Regions from separate parts of the Mus musculus genome. Here region 1 is linked to region 2. The links are chromatin contacts, called in public promoter capture Hi-C maps. All regions are on one chromosome and are shown on one strand. The core of a region is the stretch at or near the end of the contact, and the rest is flanking DNA. Distances in the headings are between cores, read along the strand shown.

Region 1 (5,216 bases), core at 2,664-5,163, 1.2 Mb before region 2:
TCCCTACTTCCCCCTCAGGCATTTTCTGAGCCCTTCCCTCCGCCTCTGTAGTAGTTTGAGCATGCTCTGTTGCTCCTCCCTAATCCTCCAGGTCTCTCAAAGATTCCTGGCCTGTACCAGTTACCCTTCGCTTGTGTTCCTTCCTCATAGTGAGCATGTTCCATCCACAACTCCCACTACAACTCACAAATACCTCTGGCGGAATCCACGCAGCCTCACTCCCCAGGTCAGGTAGGACCTGGCTCCAAAACCAACCCACCCACCAGGCTACAGCTCCCAGAATCCCATGTTCTAAGACAGCCGTCCCCTTCTGCTCCTCACCTTTTTCCTTGGGGTGGGGGGCTCATTCCCCCCCTCCCTCTCCTTCCGTTTGGGGGGCCCAGGCACATCGTCAGGGGTAGGGCCAGCAGGTAAGGGTCCCTTTCTTCTGGGCAGGGGTGGTGGAGGTGGTGGTTCCTCTGTCAGCTTCCATCCACCCCCTAGGTTAGCGCCTTCCTCACCATTGTCAGCCCTGCGGCGCCCTGGACCCTCACCTGCATCCTGGAAAGTGTAAGCTGGGGATGAGGCCCCCAGCTAGTTCCGGATCTTCCACCCTGTCCCTATCTTAGCCCCTGCTTTACCTTGCTTGTCCGTCCTTCCTGGGTACATCGGGGGCACTCCCAGCAGTTGGGTATCTCGGAATTGATAACACCCTCAGCCTTTCCCATCTGTAGGCAAGAGACCAAATAATGAATAGAAGGTGCCAGGATATGCCCTGGGACAGTGTGGCCTACTTCCTTGCTCCCCGACAGTCTACCCCAGCCAGGTTGCAGGGTTGGTTCCCAGGATTATCACCTTCAGGCAGCCAGGGTGGACGATCTCGTTGCAGATTGTACACTCCATGAGGCTCAAACTAAACTTCTCGTCTTCTCCCTCCACTGTATCCTCCTTTCCAGCCTCCCCGCACAAGAGGCACACAGCTGTGTGTGGGAGCACGGGCTGTTGGGAAAGAGGGGCCGTCAGGGACCTCAAATCCAAGCTGGAGGGTAAAGGCTCTTCCACATCAGCTATAGGATGAAGGAGGTCAGAACCCATAGGCCAGATACTTAATTTGCCAGGATGGCCTTCGGCGATGGATTTAACCTCACCACTCCTCTGTCGCTAAGATGGGGTGACAGACCTTTCCTTTACAGGACCATGGTTAAGAACAAGACAACACATGAGGGGCTGAGACACGGCTACTGTCATTATTATCATTAGCACAGGACTCGGGACTGGCTTGGAGTGGAAGAGACCACAGGTAAATGACAACGCTCAGACAAGTTAAAGAAGTAACAAGTCTGGGGGTAATTCTAAGGTTGTTCAGGGGGCCGTCCAAGGGTGAATCTGGAAGCCCACAGTGAGCCCAGTAGGAAAGGTCGGTGGAACATATAAGGTCACAGCTGCTTTAGGCCTAGGGTAAAGGCAGAAGTCTCCAGACAATGTGACTTCAGGGAAGACAATGGTAGGACTGAATCATATCAGGGATGCTGACAGCCAGGGATCTAGATCAAGGGAAAAGTATCAGAAGGTGAGGTGAGGCAAGGCGCTGGGGGACAAAGGAAGGGGAAGGGCTGAGGGGTGAAAGTGCAACCAGGAAGAGTGGCTGGAGGAGGAGGAGAGGCGGGCTGCTGGGGAAAGGCCATCCTGGTGCCCCAGGCTGCTGAAAGGATGAGGGAGGCAGAAGAGAACCTACGTTTCCCAGATAACTCCGGAGCTGGGCCTTTCAATAGGACATTCATGGCACACTACTATCTAATCTTTGCTACGAAGCAAAAGAAACATTTTACAGGGAAGGTACTTGAAGTTCAGAGTGACTTGCTCAAGGTCACAAGACGGGGGTCCTGGCCTCAATTTCAAGACACCTGAAGGTGTGTGAAAGACCTGAGAAAGGCAAAAGCTTTCTCCCATGGTAGAGCTGGGTCCCCTGAACACAGATACCTGGGGGCAGGGGCATACGGCAGGGGCCGAACTCTCTACAGACCTGAGGCTGACTCTTCTGTGTAGCCCACTTTTCGACAAAGACAAAAATCAAACATTTAAGCAAGTCAGTGAAGAAATGCAGAAGTGAGTGTATGAGCAGCACCCCTAAGGGACCCCGGGGAAGCTGCTGCTGCTGGACACCCAGAGAATGCTCAGGCCCCGTACTACTACTGATGGTGCTCTGGGCAAATAGGCCTGAGGTTCCACATACCCCAGGCATGGGGCTCAAGACTCACCGCGGTGCACTGCCGAAGCAGGCACGACTGCTTCATGCGCCCGGGCCCCCCGAACTTCTTCATGTCTCGGCAGAAATGGCAGTCCCCGCACTCAGTTCGCACACAGGCCCGGCAACGACGGCAGCGGGTTCGGCGTCGGCGCGCTCCGGCCCCCGGTCCCCGGCTGCTCGACGACATTGGGGGCGTCAGCAACGCCGAGGGCTGTAGGCAGATGGTTGGTAAGGTCAGAGAGGCCTGCAAAGCCTGGCCTGAGAGTCTCCTGGCCGCAAGCTCACTACACCTCTGATGGGGGCAGAGCTTCTGTTTCTACCCTCAGAGAAGGTCAGCCTTTTAGTGTGTGTCCTGAGCAGAGGGCCACTCCCTCAAGACCTCCCGCCTGCTGGAAGGAGGGACACTGAGGCCCCTCCTCTAACATCCCAAGCCCAGGTTCCTGGAAAAGGCTTCAGATCTGTAGCATTACCTGAGGGAGCTTCAACTCATACCTGTTGTTACCCACACCCCCCATTCCCTCACTGATTTACCTCCAGATTCCAGGGGCATGCACCACACTCTTTCCCCTCTCCCTTCTCTCACGTGGGTACTTAGTCATCCAAACCTTTCAAACCTTGGTACTCTAGCCAGACCCACTCCATTTCTAGTGACCCAGTGTGTGCTCTCCACTTCCCCGGGCTGACACCCCTGAAATGCTTAGTGTCCCCTCTCAGCCCACACACAAGTCCTTGGGGGCTCCAAATTATCCAATAGGATCCCTCAGGCAATCTGGGTAATCTCCCAGACTCCCTAGGATTCTACAAGTTGCCCTAACATCTCAACAAAATTCAAGGTGGGCTCGGCTTTAGGTCTTCCCGCCCCCATTCACATCTTACCAGCCTGCTTTTCATCCCTAATTGTCTGGAATCCCTGGGGCTCTCCTGCCCCTGGAAACCAGATCCTCTGAAATCCCACATGGACTCAGCAAGCCTGGGGGGGTCTCTTCCCAATCAGTCTTAGACCTGCTTCCCCCAGGCTTCTCCCTTTCCAAGGACTTCCAGACCATCCACAGGGTATGGGGCCCTCCAGCACTCCGGGGGAGGGGCCTAGAGGGCGGCGACTGGAGGCGGGGTGGAGGGGGAGGTCTGCAAGGGGCAGCAGGGTCGGGGAAGGAAGGCCACTTCCCTGGGGTTGGAGGTTATAGGAGAGAAGGTTGGAGAAGGAGTTTGGAGCAAAGGGAGGGTGAGGCTGGGGGCGGGGAAGGAAGGGAGAGGCCAGGCTGAGGATGAATGGGAGTGGGAGCTGCCCAGGTCTGGGGGTGAGGAGGAGCCGCATGAACCCACCTCACACGTGTCCCGGGAGCCATCTCTCCCTTCTCGGCAGCTCCCGGCGGGTCGGCGGCCATCGGCGGCGGGGGGGCCGGGCGGCGCGGGGCGCTGAACGCTCAGAACGCCGGGGTCCACGGCCCCCCGAGGGCGCTCGGCCCCTCCCTCCGGCGGAGGCCGGGACAGCAGCGAGTGGAGATGGGGAGCGCCGGGGGCGAGGCCCTCCCACGGGCTGCGGCGCGGCCCTTCCAGGGGGAGGTCCTGCTCTGGGGGGCTCAGTCCCTCAGCCCCCCCAGGCCAACGGGGGCTCCTCGGGCGCAGGGTGCTCAGCTTTTGCCCGGGCCCCACTCAGTCCCGGGTATGAGTCTCAGCTCCCCACCCCCACCTTTCCCCAAAGCCCCCGACCCTTAACTGGCCCCTTCCCAGCTCCAACTGCCCAGGGGTCCAGGGAAAGACCAGGGGCCCCCCACCGTTTCCGGGGTTCAAACCCCGCCCACCGCCGGTTCCCGGGGAGGGGGGGGTCGCTGCAACCTGCCCCCCTCCCCTGGGTCCGCCCCTGTACTGCGGCCCCCTGACCTACAGAGACAGGGCGCGCAGAGGGGGGTGAAGGAAGCTGCTCCGGCCCCGCCCCCCCCAGCCTGCACGCGCCCCCGCCCTCCCCCCTTCAAACGCGCGACCCTCAAGATATAAAGATTTAAATAAAATTTGAATAAATCCACTCCTAAAATGGGAGGGTATAAGGAAAGGATGGGGCAGAGGCAGGAAGGGGGTGGGGGCAGTTGGGATGTCTTAGCACCCCTACTCCCCTAGCCTCGCGCTGCTTCGGCCCTGGGCCCAGGTCGCCGCTCTCATCCCTCCTCAGCTCCTTCCTCCTTCCTCCTCTCCTCCCTCTTCCCTCCCTTCTTCCCACCTCCTCCTCCTTTTTACTCCCTCCTTCTCCCAGAGGAACCCCGCCCCCTTCTCCCTCCTTCCTTCACCACCTTTACTTTCCAGGACGAGCGCGTGCAAAGCACGACGGGAGTTGTAGTTCTCCAAATTCTAGCACTATCGTGGGAAAAGTGGGACACAAGGGCCAGCCGGTACTACAAATACGATGGCGAGAAGGATGCCACGCTGGAAGCCGAGCATGGCGGGAATTATAGTCCAGTTGACCCGAGACTCCCCGTAGCAGGACATAGAGAAGGAGCGGGAAGAATGACTACAAGCAAGATGGCCTTTTCCCCCGACCCGACCTCCTTTCCAGGCACTCACACGCCCTCTGGTCCACAACCCTCCGCGCGTGTGGTACCTGACGGGAGTCGCAGTCCAGCTGCTGCCTTCCCGCTGCCATTTCTACTCATCAGGAACAATGGAAAGGTGAAAAGAAACGAGGACTACAAGCAAGATGGCGATCGAGGGGCGTACACCTAATAAGTCGATCTTATGAAGTGGGATGGGAATAGTAGTTTTCTAGCCTTCCTATGTTCCTTTAAGAATGCCAGAACCGGGAGGATAAAGAGACTACCGTAAAGATGGCAGGATACCTAACCTTTCCTGGCTGCTTCATTCTACCACTTGGAGCTCCTCGCCCGCCTGAACTATCAAAATCCCGCACTCGATGATGCAAAGCCAGACGGGAATTGTAGTCTTCCTCGCTCCCCTCTTTATCTTCTGTCGAGACAATGGAAGTGAGCGGGGCGGGGAC
Region 2 (4,918 bases), core at 721-3,220:
TGGCTGTTGGGCCTCCTGGCCTCCTTCAGCCCGGATCTCCACTGCCTGCTCGGTTGCAGTCTGTTCCTTGCCTGCTTCAGCATCTGCTTTTACCTCCTGGCTATTTCTGCGGTCCACACCCCTACTCCAGTTTCCCCAGGCTTCTAGCTCAGGGCCTGCAAACCCCACAGGCCCAGGATATTCCTTCAAGCTTAGCACCCGCTCTGGGCTCAGGTCTGGAGCTCCACTAGTCTCTTCCTGACCCTTCTGTCCTTCCTCAAGTTGTTTAGTTAAAGCCTGGGAATGTCTCACCAGCTCAGGGTCCTGTCCTTCAGTGACCTTTACTCTCAATACCTCTGGTGTCATCTGGGCGGCTTCACTCCTCTCTCCCACAAACAACTCCTCAGTGCTGACTTCTGGAGAGTCTTCCCAGTCAGGTTCATCTTTAGCCTCCGTGTCTAGGACTAGCGTAGGCTCTGTGGCCCAGGAGTTCCTTTTCTCCCTGGAGGATTCTTCTGCCCGTACCTCTTCTTCTAGACTCACTCCATTATCCCTGATGGCTAAGTCTTGCCTCTCCTCATCCTCAAAGCTGCCCTCTGTTTCCTGTTCTCCCATAGCCTCCTCTTCAGCTATGTGGCCTTCAGTCATCTCTCCAGTTCTCTCAGCCTCCAGGGTCTGGATCGGAAACCTAACTTCAGCCTCTCTCTTCTCGTCGACCTCATCCTGCTGGTCTCCCTTGTCAGCCTCTTCTAGGACCCAGACTCTCCCAGTAGTTCCTGGGAAGTTGTCTCCTGGGTCTGACCCGTATTCTGTTCCCTGAACTCCTAGGCTATCAGCCCCCTCCCTGTCTGAGACTGTCCAGGCCTCTCTACTCAACATGGCCTGGTCCTCAGACTCGGCCCCGGGGCATTGTGTCCCCTGTGCCCTTGCCCTTTCACCATCCCTCATTGGGACCATCCTCTCCTCTTCCTTGTCAATCCCTTTGGCACCAAACCATTCGATTTCTGCAACCATGTCTTTGGCCACCCAGTCTATCTCTTTGCTGTCCTCTGTCACATGCTGCCCCTCAGTGCCAGCATTCCCCCCAGGCTCGCTGTGCCAGGTTGGCTGTGACTCCACCCCCTCGGCCATCCCTGACTCTGCTGCTCTGACCACCTCCTCCTCTTCTTCCTTCTGTTCACAGGTTCTCAGAGGCTCCCCACTGCTTGCTTCCTCTTCACCGTGCTCCCAGATCTCCTGGGCTGTATTACTGCTCCTGTCTCTGTGAGTCCCAGGCTCTGCCTCAGGCTTCAGTGGGACACTTGGCTCCTGGCCCCTGGCATCCTCAGCTGCCTTCCAGGACCCAGTGTCCTGCCTTTCTGCTTGGGGCCTTGCAGAGCTATCTGCTCTCCACCCCCAGGTCTGTTCACCAGCTAAACTTCCTTCTTGGCATCTTCTAGTCTCTTCGGGTGCTTCTACCCCCTCACTCTGGCCACTTCTAAGTCCCTCCAGTACCTCCTGGGCTTCCTCTCCTACAACCTTCCCCTCAGTCACCTCTCCCAGTTCCTCAGCTGCCTGTGTCTGCCTCTCTACTGTGGGGACTGTGTCTCCTACGAGGTAGGACACAAACGCACTGAAGGAGTCCTAGAAGAGAAGAAAGAAGAGTGAAGGCACTCAGGGGAGGTCTAACCACTTCCCCAGGAGTACACTGTTAACAAAGCCCAGGTAAGAATCAGGGATCTGGACGTCTGCTAAGGGACCCCGACAAGGCCTAGCTTGAATAAGTGGGTACACTTGTAGAGGCAGGAGATTGAAACCCAGGAAGGACTGGGCTAGGAGTCTGGCTGACTGTAGGAAAGGGAGCTCAGGCTTCAGGAGAGGCTGTAAGGGAGAGGAAAGGTGAGACTACGAGGAATGGTGGAAGTTTCGGGTATCTCTCTGCCCCTCTCACCAGTGCTCCCCTCAAAGCCTGATGTAGCCCAGGGAGACGAAGCCGGAGAAAATCCATCCTGCAGGTCTCTGTGTGTCCAGAAAGCTCACAATGACCATCCGTCCCCACCCACGAAGTCCTCCCCAGCACCCAAGACACTTCCTCTTCCCCTGACTCTCCCTGACAAATCTCCACCCCAGGCCCTGTGCACCTCCCCCCTGCTCATGGATGACTTCATGACAGGCAGGGGGATGGCTTAACAGTGTCCAGGTGACTCAGACTCGGGTGCACATCTGGAACTAAAGGGCAGAGGATCGGGCCAGAAAGGGGAAAGGGAAAAAAAAAGTGGAAACAGGAGACCTCAGAATTGGGTATGGGGGAGGGGGCATTCGGCAAGTGCAGCCTGAGTGACTCAGGTCTTGTATTCGCACCTCAGCCATTTCCGCCTCCTCCAAGCCACAGCCTTCAGTGAGAGGAAGCTAGGGTTTGTGGTTCCTGATTTATTTGGGGGAGAAGCTGTAGAAGTGAGGATAAGGCCACTGGAAGTTCTGGGTTCCCATTTTCAACGCCATTAAGATTTTTCTGGGGATGAAAGGTCTGGATTGGTGCTCAATGCCCACACCCTCACCTATGGTTATTCTTGTACTGTGGTCATGTGTCCTCACAGCTTACTGTGAGTTCCTTAAGGACAGAGGCTGCAGAATTTCTAGAGACTCGTTTGGGTAGGAGGATCCTTTTTCTCACTGTTTGAGTGATCTAGGAAGAACACCACAGGAGGGCATATTTCAAACGGCAAATCTTAATGACAGGTGGTTGAAAAGACCCGGGAGAAGTGGGCAGAGGCTGCTGGAATCCATAGCAGAGGAATAGGCTTGATGAAGAATGGTCAAGATGCTGCCCTGCCATCGAGTGGAAGGTAAGGGAAGGACTCCTTATTTGGAACTGTGAGGTGACACATTCCAACTATCCTCTCAGCCTCATTCTCCTAACTTCCAATTAGGACAAACGGCTGACATCACAGACCAGGAAAAACACCCATAGCAGCTTTCTCAGTGAACTTAGCACCTTTGCTCTATTTCTTACTGCTGAGTCTCTGAAGTCAGCTAAAAGTCTAGCCTCTGTTGCACAGTGGGGCGGAGGGACCTTGGTTTTCTCTTGTAAAACCAGGGGTTGGACAACTTTCGTGGTATTTGTTGTTCTAGGATAGTAAGGCAAAGGGGATTTAACCGTAACATCGTGAATATTGCCACAGATAATTCATAGAATGCTGTTTTGTGGGTGTTTATTTTTAATCGATCTACTCTCAGCTACTTCCCAGATGCTTATTATAGGTCTTTACAATAGGTCTGTAAGGACAACAGATAACACTTGAGGCTGGTCGCCTTTGCGCTCAAGCAGAACTTGTCCTTGGGACGTTGGGTGGGGTAGTGGGACATCCGCAGCAAAGTAGCCATAATTGTTTCAGGCAAGTAAGAGCTGCAGGAAAGAAGCTGAAGCCTTCCGCGCCATGACTAGTACTGGCAGATTTGGTCGGCGTCTAGAGCGCCGCTTTTCATGGCTCTACTTGTGGCTCCCTTCGACTCCAATTCAAAATCAGTGCTTCCAGCGTTCTCTCGAACTCTCCTTCTTTTATTCTCCGAAGTTTGAGAAGTCCAAAGGCGAAAAAGAGAAAAAAGGACCCGGAAGTAAGAAGCAACCCTCAAGCACGTGATGGAAGGCTCACGGGTACTGTCACGTGACCCCCAACCTGCTCGTCTACCTTGCGGAGAGTTCAGCTGCTCTTAAAGGTACAGGCCTGGGGGCGGGGGCTTTGCTTTAGAGGGGCAGGGGGCGGGGTCAGGCGGGTGGGGCGTGGGTGAACACGAGCTGGAGATCTGGGGATCCTTCGACGGACATGTCGTGTATAGCAGACAGCGGAACCTGGGACTGACCGCGGGGCATTGATCCTTCGCACCCACCTGTCCCAGACTTTAATCTGTTTTCTTGAAGCTAGCTCGGAACACACGCTGACTTTGGGCCCTTTGGGGGACCCGAACTCAATGTTATGGGAAGTTCTGCGGGCTCGTGGAGGCGCCTTGAGGATTCTGAGAGTGAGTGCTCTCATCGGTTGCCTTGGGAATGACCACCTCTGCCCGCGGCTCTCCCGAGGAGTTGGGATGCTGGCCCTGCCCCCTCAACACCATGCGGGATAGGCGGGGCCTTCGTGTACCCGAGTGAGTGGGGGGTCATGCTTTCTCTACCTCCCAGGGGAGGAGACCGACTCAGAGCCCCAGGCCCCTCGGTTGGATAGTCGGAGTGTCCTTTGGAAGAATGCAGTGGGTTTCTGGTAAGTGGTCTGAGAGTTGTGCAAAAGTAAAATGCCAGCTGGGCGTGGTGGCACACGCCTTTAATCCCAGCATTTGGGAGGCAGAGGCAGGCGGATTTCTGAGTTCGAGGCCAGCCTGGTCTACAGAGTGAGTTCCAGGACAGCCAGGGCTACACAGAGAAACCCTGTCTCGAAAAACAAACAAACAAACAAACAAACAAAGTAAAGTGCGATTGGAGCAAAGATGAGAGCCAAGTTGTGAAAAGCAGTTGAATACACAGATACTTAATCAACTGTGAACTTTCCAAGTTCCATTAAATTCCCACCTTCACCTATTGATCAGATCTTAGTATCTGTAGAGTTATTTATTAAATGTTTTCCTCCAGCTAACTTTGTTTTTTTTCCTCTTCCTTCCTTTCTTTCTTTCTTTCTTTCTTCCTCTTCCTCCTCCTCCTCTTCCTCTTCTTTTTCTTCTTTTTTTTGGAAAGGTCTTTAAACCCTACAAGCAGTAAGGGCTTACTTTGACCTTTCTAATCCTGCTTTTGCCTTCCAGGTGCTGCAGTTACAGGCCCTACTGTAGCACAATGCCCAGAACACCCATTGTTTCTGTTTGCAGTGCAGGGTATTAAAAGCAGGTCCTTCCCGGGCTCACGCACTGTTGTACAAGTGAGCTCTGTCTCCAGCCAATTTGCTTTTGCCAAGTTCTGAGCACAGCTCTGGGAGAT

Evidence for each region. Capture Hi-C pulls out chosen DNA fragments and counts their contacts.
Region 1: a contact with region 2 is called in a promoter capture Hi-C map of adipose tissue, with 4 times the contacts expected there. The contact joins the promoter of Fbxl19 here to the promoter of Apobr in region 2. A contact is called at or near these places in 1 of 39 promoter capture datasets (liver), 1 of 115 datasets of contacts at active chromatin or transcription factors (astrocytes) and 2 of 9 other capture datasets (adipose tissue and liver).

What each region holds. Positions count from the first base shown.
Region 1 is chr7:127,745,472-127,750,687 of GRCm38.p6, reverse strand. It overlaps Fbxl19 (F-box and leucine-rich repeat protein 19), which reads right to left and starts at 3,913. Exons shown (of 11, transcript NM_172748.2): 1 at 3,551-3,913; 2 at 2,238-2,438; 3 at 835-978; 4 at 621-707; 5 at 322-540. The coding sequence starts at 2,414.
Region 2 is chr7:126,582,060-126,586,977 of GRCm38.p6, reverse strand. Apobr (apolipoprotein B receptor) reads right to left here and starts at 1,970. Exons shown (of 4, transcript NM_138310.1): 1 at 1,910-1,970; 2 at 1-1,602. The coding sequence starts at 1,966. Cln3 (ceroid lipofuscinosis, neuronal 3, juvenile (Batten, Spielmeyer-Vogt disease)) reads left to right here and starts at 1,161. Exons shown (of 18, transcript NM_001146311.2): 1 at 1,161-1,683; 2 at 2,698-2,804; 3 at 3,531-3,675; 4 at 3,882-3,978; 5 at 4,136-4,214. The coding sequence starts at 3,933.